Regions from separate parts of the Danio rerio genome. Here region 2 is linked to region 1. The links are chromatin contacts, called in public Hi-C maps. All regions are on one chromosome and are shown on one strand. The core of a region is the stretch at or near the end of the contact, and the rest is flanking DNA. Distances in the headings are between cores, read along the strand shown. Region 1 holds the start of elmo3 (engulfment and cell motility 3). Region 2 holds the start of vac14 (vac14 homolog (S. cerevisiae)).

The links. A called contact is a pair of places that touch in the nucleus more often than the background predicts.
Region 2: a contact with region 1 is called in a Hi-C map of hematopoietic stem cells, with 1.9 times the contacts expected there. The contact joins the promoter of vac14 here to the promoter of elmo3 in region 1. A contact is called at or near these places in 2 of 18 Hi-C or Micro-C datasets (hematopoietic stem cells and an unstated tissue) and 1 of 4 datasets of contacts at active chromatin or transcription factors (embryo).

What each region holds. Positions count from the first base shown.
Region 1 is chr25:18,377,119-18,379,921 of GRCz12tu, reverse strand. elmo3 (engulfment and cell motility 3) reads right to left here and starts at 1,385. Exons shown (of 21, transcript XM_017354204.4): 1 at 1,220-1,385.
Region 2 is chr25:18,552,138-18,554,940 of GRCz12tu, reverse strand. It overlaps vac14 (vac14 homolog (S. cerevisiae)), which reads right to left and starts at 1,364. Exons shown (of 19, transcript NM_001004650.1): 1 at 868-1,364. The coding sequence starts at 971.

The sequences.
Region 1 (2,803 bases), core at 136-2,635:
AATAATATGAAATAATATCCTCTGAACAACAAAAAAGTGGTCTCATGTTGTGGTAAATTACACTTAAAACCCAAATAATCAGAAATGTCAATCTGTTCCTTCTTTCTACAAGATATGATCAGAAAGTCAGTGTCAATGAAAAGACTGTGGTGCCATCTGAGGCCGAGGCCACTTCTGTGCGCACACACACACACACACACACACACAGCCGCTTTATTAAGGAGCCTCTGCCGAATTGTTAAACAGACTCAAGTACTTCCATATGTGTGCTCAACAAGACTTACCACTGAAAGTATGAAAGCTGGGTTTCAGTGAATTTTAAACACAAAACGAACTCAAAATAACAAATCAGTGGAAACTCCTCATATATTCAGGATCTATGCTGATTATTCACTTGTTAACCAGTTAGGTTGACTGTTTTAGTGTTGACACTAAATTAACCCAGGTGATTTGGAATATCTATGAGCTCCTATTCGACTACTTCTAGGTCACAGCCTTCAATCCAAGGCTTGGTGTAAGAGCTGCTGACACAGACTGAATGTTTGTGTTTCTCAGACTCCATTCCCAGCATGCCTCAGCACGCTTTAGAGAGAAGTTGTGACAGCACAGTTCTCTTGCTACTCAGTCTACTTTTTGCTTCAGGGAATGATTTGTCGAAGTTAGAATGGTCAAAACAATCAACACCGACTACTTGAGGGGCCACTAACAGGAATCCCAAAACAAATCCATGCCCTTTGACCCATGTGCAGGTCTGATCTCCAGTGGGAGTGAATGGAGGAATTTAGGATGCCAGGAATTTCATCCGTGCCACTCTCTGCCAGACCAACAACCTCCAACATTTCTGCTGCATTTCTCAATCCCACCTCTGTAAATCCAAAAGTGCTGGAAAAGATTATTAGTCACATGTTTTAAGATTTCATGCGAATTGTTTTGTATATTGTGCACTAACAACGTATGCCAGTGTCAAAACACTTACAGGGACACATTTAAGAACCCATAGTATATAAACTCGACAGTTTTCTGTGTTATAATCAGTCTGAAACTGTTTTACAACCCTGAGGAAACAACACAAACAAACTTGCGCTTGAAGCTTCTTGTTTAACTCGAGATTTAAACACAAAACAATTGATGAAAGCAAATGTTTATAAGTTTTAAGCTGTTTTGATTTGCTCAACCTTCGAGGGAAGTTGCAAACAAAAGTGATTTTGTTTAGTCTTACCTGTTAAAAGCGGGAAGAAAAATCAGACTCTGGGAGTTCACGGAGCGGCGAGGCGGATGAACATTTGCGTTTTTGTCTGCGCTAAACGGCGACCGTGATTTGATTCGTCTCGAGCGATCCGGAGTTACATTTCGTTCAAAGTTTTCGGAGAGTTCTAGCTCTAATTGATCACATTCACAGTTCCGGGTTGAATAATGTCCCTCCCGCCCCCTGGAGGAGGGAGTGGAGACCCGACATACTCCAAAAAGATTATGGGATTATGGGACCGAAAAGAGGAGACCCGAACGACAGATTAAGCAAAACCTTCTTGTTAAAATCACAACACATGTTTAGAGTTTGATACTGTCTATAAATACTGATTTAAGGGACATACCATAACACGTTTCATAATTACTGTTTCAAAAACAAAACAACCATAAACTGTAGAAACAACTAGAAATTTAGTACTTAACAAAAGTTGTCATTATGTCTATTGTTCATTTACTAAAAATGTTTGTTTTTTTTACTACCAAATGCAATTTCTTTTGCTATTGCTGCTTCTGAACGAAATTAAAAATCCTTTATAAAATTTGCACACACTATAAAGGCTGTTTTTTTTTCCAAAAGAATCATCCATTCTCCTTGGGCTGAGTTCCTGAGTTCGATCAGGGGTCACCACAGCGGAATGAACCACCACTAAAAGGTTAACGGAGGTTAGTGCAAATGTAAAAAGAATAGTTTTTAATGAAGGAAACATATTTTTTAAAGTTATGCCTGACCGTTACCCTCATATAACACCTGTTAAGAGTTTGATGTAGGATCTCTATTGTCTATAAATGCTGATTTAAGGGAAATGCCATAACATATTATTACTGTTTCAAAAACAATACAACCATAAACTGTAGAACACATACTTTAAATTCAATATTAAAAAGTACTCATAATGTCTCATTTTCCATTTATTTACATTTTTTTTCTTTGCTTACCAAATTAAATATCTTTATTTCTTTTGCTATGGCTGTTTCTAAACAGGTAAAATTAGTTGCAGGAAGTAAAAAAAAATTTAAAAACCTCAAGTTTAAAACCCTCACACAATATTTAAGCCATTTGCGTTACCAAAAAGAGCCCTAAAACTAATGATAATATAAAATAATTAATAGGGATTGATTTAAATGAAGGAAATATAAATATATTTTTTAAGTTATACATGATCATTATCCTCATATAACACTTTTAGGATTGGATTAAACATGCATATGTCAGGCAAACTGTGACGCAGTAGGTCAGGGGTGTCAAACTCAATTCCTGGAGGGCCGAAGCCCTGCACAGTTTAGTTCCAACCCTGCTCCAACACACTTACCTGTAGGTTTCAAACAAGCCTGAAGGACTCAATTAGTTTGATCAGGTGTGTTTAATTAGGGTTGGAACTAAACTGTGCAGAGCTGCGGCCCTTTTGGAACTGAGTTTGACACCTGTGCAGTAGGTAGTGCTGTCGCCTCACAGCTGGTTCGAGCCTCGGCTGGAAAAGTTTCTGTGAGGTGTTTGCATGTTTTCCCTGCGTTCGTGTGGGTTTCCTCTGGGTACTCTGGTTTCCCCTACAGTCCA
Region 2 (2,803 bases), core at 115-2,614, 180 kb before region 1:
TTATTAGTGTTTTAGAGAAGGCAATCGTTCAACGCGCCCATGATTCATTAAAATGAGTGTATGAATTAGTTCAGTGCGGCTATAGTTTAACTAAAAGCAGAGAGTTAATCACAAAATGACTGAATGCCTTTGATCATAGCGGCCATGGTTTAACTCAAGGGTGTCCAAACTCGGTCCTGGAGGGCGGGTGTCCTGCAGATTTTAGCTCCAACTTACCTCAACACACCTGCTAGGATGTTTCTACAAACCCTAGTTGATTAGCTAGGCCAGGTGTGTCTGATTGGGGTTGGAACTAAACTTTGCAGGACACCGGCCCTCAAGGACTGGGTTTGGAAATGCCTGATTCAACTGAAACGAGTGAACACATTTGTTCAACTTATTCAACGTGTGAACAAATAACAAAAATAAAGGAACAAATTATTTCAATGTGGCCACAATTTAAAACATGTTGTTTGAAGATGCTGTGACTGAGTGTGAATTTAAATTGTGAAAAGAATATGATTCGGAGCACTGAGATGCATGAACAGGATTTTAATGTTGTCAATTGTTTCTTGCTATAAAAAAAGACTTTGCATATAAACTGTTGTTTGTTACACTGAATAAGAATATAGTATATGTCTTCTGTATAGCATGTTAAAATAAACAATAAAGAAAGAAATATAAAGACAAAATAGTAATTTTGATTTAAACAGGAGACTTTATAAAATACACTTATTGTTTTAATCCGTGAAACTCTCAGTAGACTCTTTGTCTCTCACTCTCGTCCAACATCAACGTACAGTATGACAAAATAACATGTTTTCAAATTAAAATCCTGTTTTCTTGTTTATGATCATTTACCCTATTAAAAAACATATTTTAACTCACTTTTCAATCTCAAGAGCTGCAACCTTCCTCTTCTCGTACAGCTTGTCGTTGAGAGCCCTCACAATATTTGGTGTCAGTGGAGAAAAATCCTTTTCTGTATTCATTTTGACTAAATATTTGAGAAAACACCCTTATATGACGCATAGAACAGAAGTGTGTGCTGTTAAAACGAATACCTCAGTGAATGCAGAGGATGACAGCTCGGTTAACCTACGACTGAATGAATAAATGAAATCGAGATTTTCCTCATCACGCGCTTATTATAATACAAACAAGACGACGCCCTAAAACGTGTTTCCTCTCGGGCATCACTTATTAAATGACATGAGCTGCTGTCTGCGACGTTAGACTGAAACGGAGGATGAGAACAGTTACGTACAGACGAAGCTAAATAAAAGCCTGAACTACGATATGAGCTTAACGAGCATAGGAGACTGTCCGACAAAACGCGACTACGCCGTACACAACATAAGCCAGATAGTTATTCCTCCTCGGGTGATGACAGTCGTAAATAACAGTGCTTTTCAATGTAAGGGTTAGACCATAACCGCCATATACCCCGGCTCACATGACTTCCTACAAACATCAGGGCCTGGTGAATCGAGCGCCGATCAATGGATTTGTTTTGATTACGTCAGAAGAGTCACATGCTCTCTGGAAATGTTTGACGGGGTAAAAAAAGTTTCATTTAGAAATATTCATCGTACATACCTAGTCAATACTCTTTTAGTAAGATATAAAAAAATATGAATACTAATTGTTCATTTTGTGGGCAGCACCCTGAGTCTCTGGTTCACTTGTTTTGGCAATGCAGGTATTCTAGTTTGCTTTGGAAGAATTTTTCTCTTTTTGTAATAGAAAATGTTGATAAAGACTTTTCCTTACTATTGGAAAATGTTTAGTTTAGTTTTGTTAATTATAAAACACAAGCTTTACATAAAAAGAAAATATATTTTCTTAACCTTCTTATCTTATTAACAATTTTTTTATACATAAATGTAAATACAGAAATTGGTAAATTATATAATCTTTTTCTTTAATGTGTATTGTATAATGTGTTTGTTTTTCTTTTTCTTTTGTTTTTTGTTGTTGTGTTTCTTTTTCCAAAAATGTTTTCTTTTTGTCTTTCCATTTTCTTTATAATGTACAGTGATTGTACATTCTCATTTTTCGAATAAAAAAAATGTTTGACAGGGTTTAACTTCTTGAAGAAAAGATTTAGATCAGACTTTGATACAAATTGCTCCTTTTGTCAGAATAACTGAAACTCTTCCTTACTTGTTTTGGTTATGCAACTTGTGTTCCCATTTTGGCAAGATGTAAAATTATTTATCTCAAATATTACTTCAAAGAACTTTTCTGTGACTCCAAAATTAACTTAATTATTTTTGGGGGTTTTATACAAATTGTAAAAGCTGATTTATAATAAACCTTCTTTTTGTATGCAGATTTTATATTCCTAAATGTAAACTTTCAAACTGCAAGCCAGTATAATACAAGAGCTTAAAAATTACTTACAATTCCAGATTCACTTAACAAGAAAGCACTCAAAACATATACACATATTTGCAAGACCTTTAATATGTATAAATAGAATCCAATAAATCTCTAATGATGTTATTTTCTTATTATCCCCTCTTCACTTTCAATTTCTTTATCTATTATTTATCTATCCTCAGAACCGATAATCTATTGATATTTCTTTCATTTTTGTTTCATTTCTGTTTTTTCCCCTATTGTTTCTCTTGTTTTTCAATCGTTATTGGCACCATTGTAAATATCTAATGATTATTATTGTAAATGATGTGTACCAAATGTTGTAAATGTTAAAAAATGTATTAAAAAAAAAAGTTTGATGGGGTTTTATTTATTGAGAAAGAAATAGTGTGTTGTTAACATCTTTTTATTTAGTATTATATGAATAAAATGTTTATTT